2 separate regions of the Rattus norvegicus genome follow, and region 1 is linked to region 2. The links are chromatin contacts, called in public Hi-C maps. All regions are on one chromosome and are shown on one strand. Each heading gives the region's core, a stretch centred on a gene start, on an enhancer-like site or on the middle of the called end of the contact. The rest is flanking DNA. Distances are from core to core; before and after follow the strand shown.

Region 1 (3,851 bases), core at 519-3,018, 60 kb before region 2:
ATTGGCTGCCGACAACTTTACTCACCAATTAGAGCCAACCAGGAGCAGGGACCCACGGCGTCTTACCTGTAGGCGTACGAATTCCAGTAAATTTTTTTTAAAAAGATTTATTTATTTAATGTATACGAGTACACTGTCCCTGTCTTCAGACACACCAGAAGAGGGCATCAGATCCCATTACAGATGGCTGTGAGCCACCATGTGGTTGCTGGGAATTGAACTCAGGACCTCTGGAAGAGCAGTCAGTGCTCTTAATCGCTGAGCCATCTCTCCAGCCCCCAATAAAAATTTTAAAAAATTTAACATAATATAAATAAACCAAACCTACACACTTTGTGGTATTTCTTAAGATTAACAACCTTATACGGAACATGACAGGATATGTGACCAGCATGGCCTTTCTCTGAGTCAAGCTATTTTTCTGCTTCAATGACTGGCAGGCACGGAACAAAATGGCTACAGCTATGCTGGGGGCGGGGCCGACCTCAGCAGATTTTTTTTTTTTTTAAACGTATGAGTGTTTTGTCTGCACGCATGAATGTGGCTCTTGGAGGTCAGAAGAGGGCATTGAATCCCCTGAGAAACAGTAATCAAGGACAGGTGCGAACCACCACGTGGGTGCCATGAACCAAATCCAGGTCCTTCCTCTGCAGGAACAGAGGGTGTTAGCGCTGAGCCACTGTCTTAGTCAGGGTTTCTATTCCTGCACAAACATCACAACCAAGAAGCAAGCTGGGGAGGAAAGGGTTTATTCAGCTTACACTTCCACATTGCTGTTTATCACCAAAGGAAGTCAGGACTGGAACTCACACAGGACAGGAATCAGGAGCTGATGCAGAGGCCATGGAGGGATGTTACTTACTGGCTTGCTTCCCCTGGCTTGCTCAGCCTGCTCTCTTACAGAACCCAGGACCACCAGCCCAGGGACGGCACCACCCACCATGGGCTGGGTCCCACCCTTGATCACTGATTGAGAAAATGCCTTACAGCTGGGTCTCATGGAGGCATTTCCTCAAGGGAGGCTCCTTTCTCTGCAATAACTCCAGCTTGTGTCAAGTTGATACAGAAAACAACTTTCTGGTGTCAGTTCTCCTCTGTGGGTTCTGGGGATCAAACTCAGGGCCCCAGGCTGGCAGGTGAAGGTGCTTTGTCCCACAAAGTCATCTTGCCAGCCCAATGCTTTATCATGTGTTAATTATGGGCTATACACTCTAGGGGTTTTTAAAAAATATTTTATTTTATTTTATTTTATTTTATTTTATTTTATTTTATTTTATTTTATTTTGAGGCAGGGTCTCATGATGTAGCCCTGGCTGGTCTTGAACTCACAGAGACCCACCTGCCTAGGACTCCTGAGTGGTGGACTCAAAAGGGTCCCAACACATAAATGTTTTTAATTAAACACTTTTTATTTACTTATTATTTCTTTATTAAGCATATGTATATATGGGTGTGCATCTGCAGGCAGGTACCGATGGAGACCAAAAGAGGATATTATGTCCCCTTGAGATGGAATTACAAGAACTTCGTGAGCCACCTGATGTGGGTGGTGCGTTCTCCTTGCTCTCAGCTACCTCCAGTGAGCCACCTCTTACAGAAGGTTAAGCCAGTGGCAGGCCTCGAGACGCCCTGGGGGTCACACCAACGCTAGCAAGACTCTACCGCGAGCCGTAGCCAGGGGGCGCGCGCGGGACGGGAAAGAGGCGCTTCGCGCTTTGACCCTCGGCGCCGCCCGTCGCAGAGGTAGAGCGGGAAAGTCGGAGGACCGTGGCGCTCCTCCCGGGGCTGTCCGCAGTGATGGAGGAGGTGGAGGCTGAGGAGCAGCAGCAGTACTCTCACCGGCAGGTACAAAATAAACGGGGGTCCCAGCAGGGTAGGACGGCGAGTTCCTGGGGAGGGAAATGCCCCAAGTCGCTAGACGGCCTCGGCGTGCACGCATGCGTCACTCGGCTGCAAGGAGGGGGTGGGGTTCGCCCGGACCCTGCTTCCAGCCTGTCTGAGTCAGGGTTTCCCAGCGCTGAGGGTCGGGTGTGGGCGCTGAAGGGAGAAGATGAGGCTTGGAGGAGCGTTTGCCCAGCCTACGGGAATCCGTGGGTTCGAGTCCCACCACCACACAGACCGGTCTTGATGGTGAATGATGTGACCCCCAGCACGGGACGGGGTGTGTGTGGAAGCGAGGGGATTGGGGTAGAGGCAGAGGCAAGTTTAGGGGCATCTTCAGCGACAAACCTGAGTTCAAAGCCAACCAGGATTACAGGAGGGCCTGGTGGTGGTGGTACATGCCTTTTAATTCCAGACTGAGGAGGGCGCATCTCAGAGTTTGAGGCTAGCCTGGTCTACAAAGCGAGTTCCACGACAGCTAAGGGTACACAGAGAAATCCTGTCTCGAAAGAAAACAGCTTCAGAAGCTGAGGCAGGAGGATTATAAGTTTCAGATCAATTAAGTACCTCGAGAGACCCTGTCTCAAGAGCAAGGGAGGGCAGTGTGTGGGCGCTCAGGCCTTTAATTTGAGGAGTCAGAGCAAGCAGATGTCTGAGCTTGAGGCTAGCCTGGTCTACGTAGTGAGATCTGTCGATAAAGAGCAGAGGATCCGAGCAGTTCACTAGGACCAGGAAAACGCCCACTATTCTATGCTGCAGAGCCCGGATCCAGCCAGTGGCAGGCTGCCCTGGAACCCACCCAACGGCATGGGTTGTAATTTCGGGTCCTGTAGTTGGTTAACGGTGGCCCAAATATAGTTTTCTCCTTTGCCGAGTTGGAATGGGGATAACGACTGCTCAGGGCGGTGCCAGAGCCAATATTCAGTTGTTTGATGACTCAGAGCTGGGGTCTCAGCTGGGAATGAGTGAGCTAAGGGTTGGGGGTTTCTTCTTAGGTATCTGCGTCCCAGCAGCTCTCTGCCCTGCACTCATATTTTAAGAAATTCAGACATTTCAGACATTGCTAGAGTCGAGCCATGAACACCCAAGTGGCCCATCTGCGTTCATTTGGTGGTTGCTTTTATCTCAGTGGTTCTCAACCTGTGTGTTGCGACCCCAATTAGATATCCTGCATATCTGATCATTATGATTCATGACAATAGCAAAGTTACAGTTCTGAAGTAGCAGTGAAATAATTTTGTGATTTATGTATTAAAATTAAATAAAAGTTAAAACAATTTTATTATATGAAGAACTGAATTAAAGGATCGGAGCCTTAGGAAGGTAGAGAACAGGAGAGGAGCTGGAGAGAAGGCTCAGTGGTTAAGAGCACCGCTCTTCCCGAGGTCCTGAGTTCAATTCCCAGCAACCACACAGTGGCTCACGACCATTTATAATGGGATCTGATGCCCTCTTCTGGTGTGTCTGAAGACAGCTACAGTATACTCATATATAATAAATAAATTAATCTTAAAAAAAAAAAAAAGGGAAGAGAACTACTGCTCATCAAGCACAAGTCCCAGGACTGCGCCCTGACCCTCCTTAGATTGATTGGCCGACCCATTTTAACCTGCTGGAGGCTCTAGGTTCAGGTGAAGCCTGGCACAGGCCTTTGATCCCAGATCCCTGGGAGGCAGAGGCAGGCAGATCTCCAGCCTGGTCTGCAGAGTGAGTTCCAGGCCAAACCAGTGTTACAGGGAGACCCTGTCTAGGAAATAAAATCAGATGACAACATAGGTCAAGTTCAGGGTGGCATATTAAAGCCTGTGTCTCCTGCAGACCAGGAAGGGTCTTCTGCTCCCTAACGTGCTTCTGATGGTTTGTTGTATTTCACAAGTGTGCTTAGTTGTTGAGCTTCTTGTTTTTGTTTTTTTCCGGAGCTGAGGATCGAACCCAGAGCCTTGCGCTTGCTAGGCAAGCACTCTACCACT
Region 2 (3,901 bases), core at 533-3,032:
TTAGGGCTGGCCTATGGTTTATAAGCTCTTGCTGTAGTCTTCGGAGTGCTAGAAGCCACATATAGTTTGCCAACACATTCAGCTTCTTTTAAAAAAAGTTTGAAATTTGTGTTGTGTGTGCATGTATGCTTTAGCTGGCTCTGAACAACGTTCAAGTGTCTGTGGGGAGAGGAAGGAACAGCTTGTGCAAAACCCCTCAACAAAGAAAGCAAAACCAGCATGACTGTTAGGGATAAACCAGCGTGTCTGTTAGGGATAAACCAGCGTGTCCGTTAGGGATGAGCTTGGGGTTCAGCAACACAAGAGTCTTGACGTGCGGTTAGAGTAGGTGCGAGGCTTCCAAGACCACACGGAGGACGTTTTTTCTTGTCTTCTGAGAACAGCAAGGAGCTATTGATGATGCTATGGGGCGGGTGAGTCAGTAAGTAAGGAGATGACTGAGTTGTCCTTTATAAATGATTGGTTTCCCTAGGAAGCGCAAGGCCCTGGGTTCGGTCCCCAGCTCCGAAAAAAAGAACCAAAAAAAAAAAAATAATAAATAAATAAATGATTGGTTTCTGTGTTGTGGAAAGTGACTTGGAAGAGGCCAGCACGAGTCCAGGTAAACTGACTAGAAAGCATTTGCAAGTGACTCTGGAAGCTTGGACCAAAGTGATGGCAGCGGAGATAAAGAGAAGTTGAGGTTGACTTCATGGCTACTTAGAAGAGAAGATTGCAGGAAGAGTTGATGGGTACCTCTGGGGGAACTCTTGAGGAAAGCCTTCTGTATGTAGAACTGGAAGAGGGCGGGCAGTCATTGCAGTCAGGGGGGTCTGCAGGACTTGAAGTCTAAGGGGAGGCAGGAAGGAGGCCTGGCAGGGTGGCACGGGGAAAGGTCACTGGGGTGTGAGGACTGACCTCCAGTTATAGCTGCCTGGTCTTCTGCTCTTGGGGTGGTGGAGCTCTTAGGATAGGCCAAAGAGAGGCCTTGGCTCCGTGTCAGGTGCCTTTTGTGTGGTGGCAGGCAGCGGTGAGGTAAGGCGATCTTTAGGAACCTTCTCTAGGGGGTTGGGGATTTAGCTCAGTGGTAGAGCGCTTGCCTACCAAGCCCAAGGCCCTGGGTTCGGTCCCCAGCTCTGAAAAAAAAAAAAAAAAAAAAAAAAAAGGAACCTTCTCTAGACTCTTTCCTCTCCCCACTCCGCCCTTTCCATAGGAGGCTGGAACAGGCCATCTGAACTAGCTGGGAGGCTGGATGGAGGTCGGCTCCTGGGACACACGCATTAGCTGCCCTCGTCTGCCTGACGTTATCTGTAGAAAATTGACTTTTGTGTGGGTAACCAGCTCAGCTGGCCGCTTGTCCTATCCTTCTGGAGGTTTGTGTCTTGCTTCAGCTGTTGTTCTTGCTCTGGGTTTTGTCCAGTGCAGTGTAGGGTTGAAGGTGTGAGAGGAGGCTGAGGAGCCTGGCCTGCAGGTCACAGTGCTGTTTGCTGCTCGTAGGCTGGTCTGTATTTCTCAGCTTGACACTGGATTATTTCTGTGAAAGACTTAACCCCAGAGTAGGTTCTTAGTGATGGGCGCTCTAATCCGGTGCAGAAGCCGGGAAGGGGTAGTGGTTGTGGTACATTCCTTTGATCCCAGCACTGGGGAGGCAGAGACAAGAGGGTCAGGGATTTAAGGTTACATTTAGCTGTACAGTGAGTTTCAGGTCAGTTTGGGCTACACGGAGACCCTGTCACAGAAGTGAAACAATCCAAAGTGGCATTTGGCTTCACAGAGAGAAAACCCCCCTAGTGTGGGTTGCTGCTGCCCCCCTGTGGCTGCCTTTGGTTCTACACTTTTGATCTGCTCTGTAGTTCTGAGAAGGTGGTAGAAAAACGTGTAGATCATTCTTAGGTCTTCTCTGGTCTTTTTTTTTTTGTCATGGCCCCAATCCCTCCTGATTATATCTGACCCTTAGTCCTCCCGAGAATAAACAAGCCCTGTTTATGAGGGGCTATGACAGTGAACCCAGAAACAGTCTGCAGATTAAGGTTCACATCACAGCTCCTTCTACAGGAGCCTGCTGAGAACAGAGAGGACCTGAGCGCACTGCTTGTTTTTCTGATGTCCATGAGGTGGCACTGTGATCTTATTTTTGTTTCTGTTTTTCTTTGCAGCCCAGCTCTTCTCCAGGAAGTGAAAATGTGGTGCCTCGAGAGCCTCTGGTAAGTATGAGAGACACACAGGGTTCTTTTCTAGTAATCAGAATCCTTAGGCGATGCCTTGCCCATGACCTCTGGCTTGTGACTTCTGTTTATCAGAAGGGAGCGACAAGACCTCTTGGGTCTTTTCTGGAACTGAGAGCAGCCACAGTGGCAGTCATGTGGCACTTTGCTGCTGATGGTAGAATTAAGTGACACAAGGTTGATTCTTGTCAGCTTCCAATTGTTGGAAACCTGAAATAACTAGTCTTTGCTTCTCAGTGAAGCCCCCCGGGTGGCTTTAAGGAACTGGTAAGAGGAGGGGTTCGGGGGTTGTCTGGTCTGTGGTTCTGTCTTTGATAGGTGGCACCCATGGTATTGTAGACTCTTGATAGGAAAGAAGCCTACTGAGGGCTGAAGGGCCTTTTCTTTTTTTAAACAAGGAGGGCCACCCTCTATAGCTCAGTCTGTCCTTGAATTCACTATGTAGCCTAGGCTGGCTTCATGCTCACAGTTGTCCTGGCATGACTTCACAAGTGCTAGGATGAGAAGACAGTCACTACCGCTTTCAGCTAAGTAACTCTCTTTGTAGAGTGTTTTTGTTTTGGTGGTCTGAACCAGAGTCCCTGCCTGCCTGCCTGCCTGCCTGCCCTGTTTTCATTGTTTGGCATCTCAGGACTTGATGTAAATCGTGTGGGCTGGGTAGTAAGACCGGTTCTGTGCAAACCAGATCAGTTTTAGGGGAGCGCCAGCCTTGGGTTTAGCATTGCCAAGCCTTTCTCTCGTGGAGTGGTGGGAACTGGTGACCTGGGACTCGCTGCCACTGCTGGGCCTTTGTCTCACGGCCTGGCAATCTCCTGCTTTCTTCTCTCTTCCTTGGCTGAGCTGGAGAGGGAGATGCGAGGTCCTGTCTGGAATGAACAGGGCCAGGTTCTAGCATGTTCTAAGGCTTTCTAGGCAGAGGGTGAGATGGATCTGGCTGGGCTACAGATAGAGCCAGAGGACACAAGTACCTCTCAGACTTTTCCAGGGGAGTGGCGGTGCTATTCACGCCCCTTTCTGTCACCAGAGATAGGCTCATCCCTGCATGGCTGTCTGAGGCACCTCTCCTCACTCTCTTCCTTTGCCTGGCTCTTCATAGATGCTTTGCTCTGCCAGGCTTGTGTGCCTCCAAGGTCTGCCTCCAAGCCCTTCAGAGAGAAGTTGTGATTTAACTGAAGTCCAGCCTGAACACAGTGGTGCTTTTCTGTCCCCTACTGCTGCAGGCTCTTTAGAAGCTTCCTGACTTGGCTTTGCATCCTCAAAGTGAGGCCAGGCTGTCTTTTGGGGCCATGACTGGAAAAGCTCTTTGGAAGCCTGGAGTCTCTGATGCTGGCTAACTCCTGGGTGTGTGGAGCTCTGCAGGCCTGTTCTGTGTAGGATCTGAATGTGGCTCCTTCCGCTGCACTGCGCGTCTGCCTGTTGGTTGGTTAGGTTATTTCTTTCTTTTCTGGGAGCCCCTGAGCAGTCTTCAAACCCTGGTAGCCTGTGATCGTCCAGAGTTCAGACTCATTCTCTCCAGGCCAACTCTACAATTACCTTATATTTAATTAATATTTTTTCTCCTCTTTACGTACGTACTGCATAATTGCTCAGAGGAAAGAAAACACATAGCAGCAATTTATATTTATATAAAAAACAATAATTAAAAAAACCCGAAATAAACTCCCATCTCATTTGGGCTGATCCTGTGAGTTGGGTAA

The links. Hi-C and Micro-C count contacts between places; a contact is called where the count stands out from the background.
Region 1: a Hi-C map of liver shows a contact between it and region 2, with 14 times the contacts expected there. The contact joins the promoter of Cenps here to the enhancer-like site in region 2. A contact is called at or near these places in 6 of 12 Hi-C or Micro-C datasets (Schwann cells, kidney, liver and 2 more).

The regions. Positions count from the first base shown.
Region 1 is chr5:164,854,543-164,858,393 of GRCr8, reverse strand. It overlaps Cenps (centromere protein S), which reads left to right and starts at 1,768. Exons shown (of 5, transcript NM_001204879.1): 1 at 1,768-1,845. The coding sequence starts at 1,798.
Region 2 is chr5:164,794,697-164,798,597 of GRCr8, reverse strand. It overlaps Pex14 (peroxisomal biogenesis factor 14), which reads left to right. Exons shown (of 9, transcript NM_172063.1): 2 at 2,136-2,183. Among named protein-coding and RNA genes, the nearest start is that of Pex14, 23 kb to the left of the region's middle. Within about 2 kb of position 1,782, at least 8 of the 93 cell types and tissues checked have an H3K27ac peak or open chromatin away from gene starts, as enhancers often do. A contact at or near this core is called in Schwann cells and liver, where this site is marked.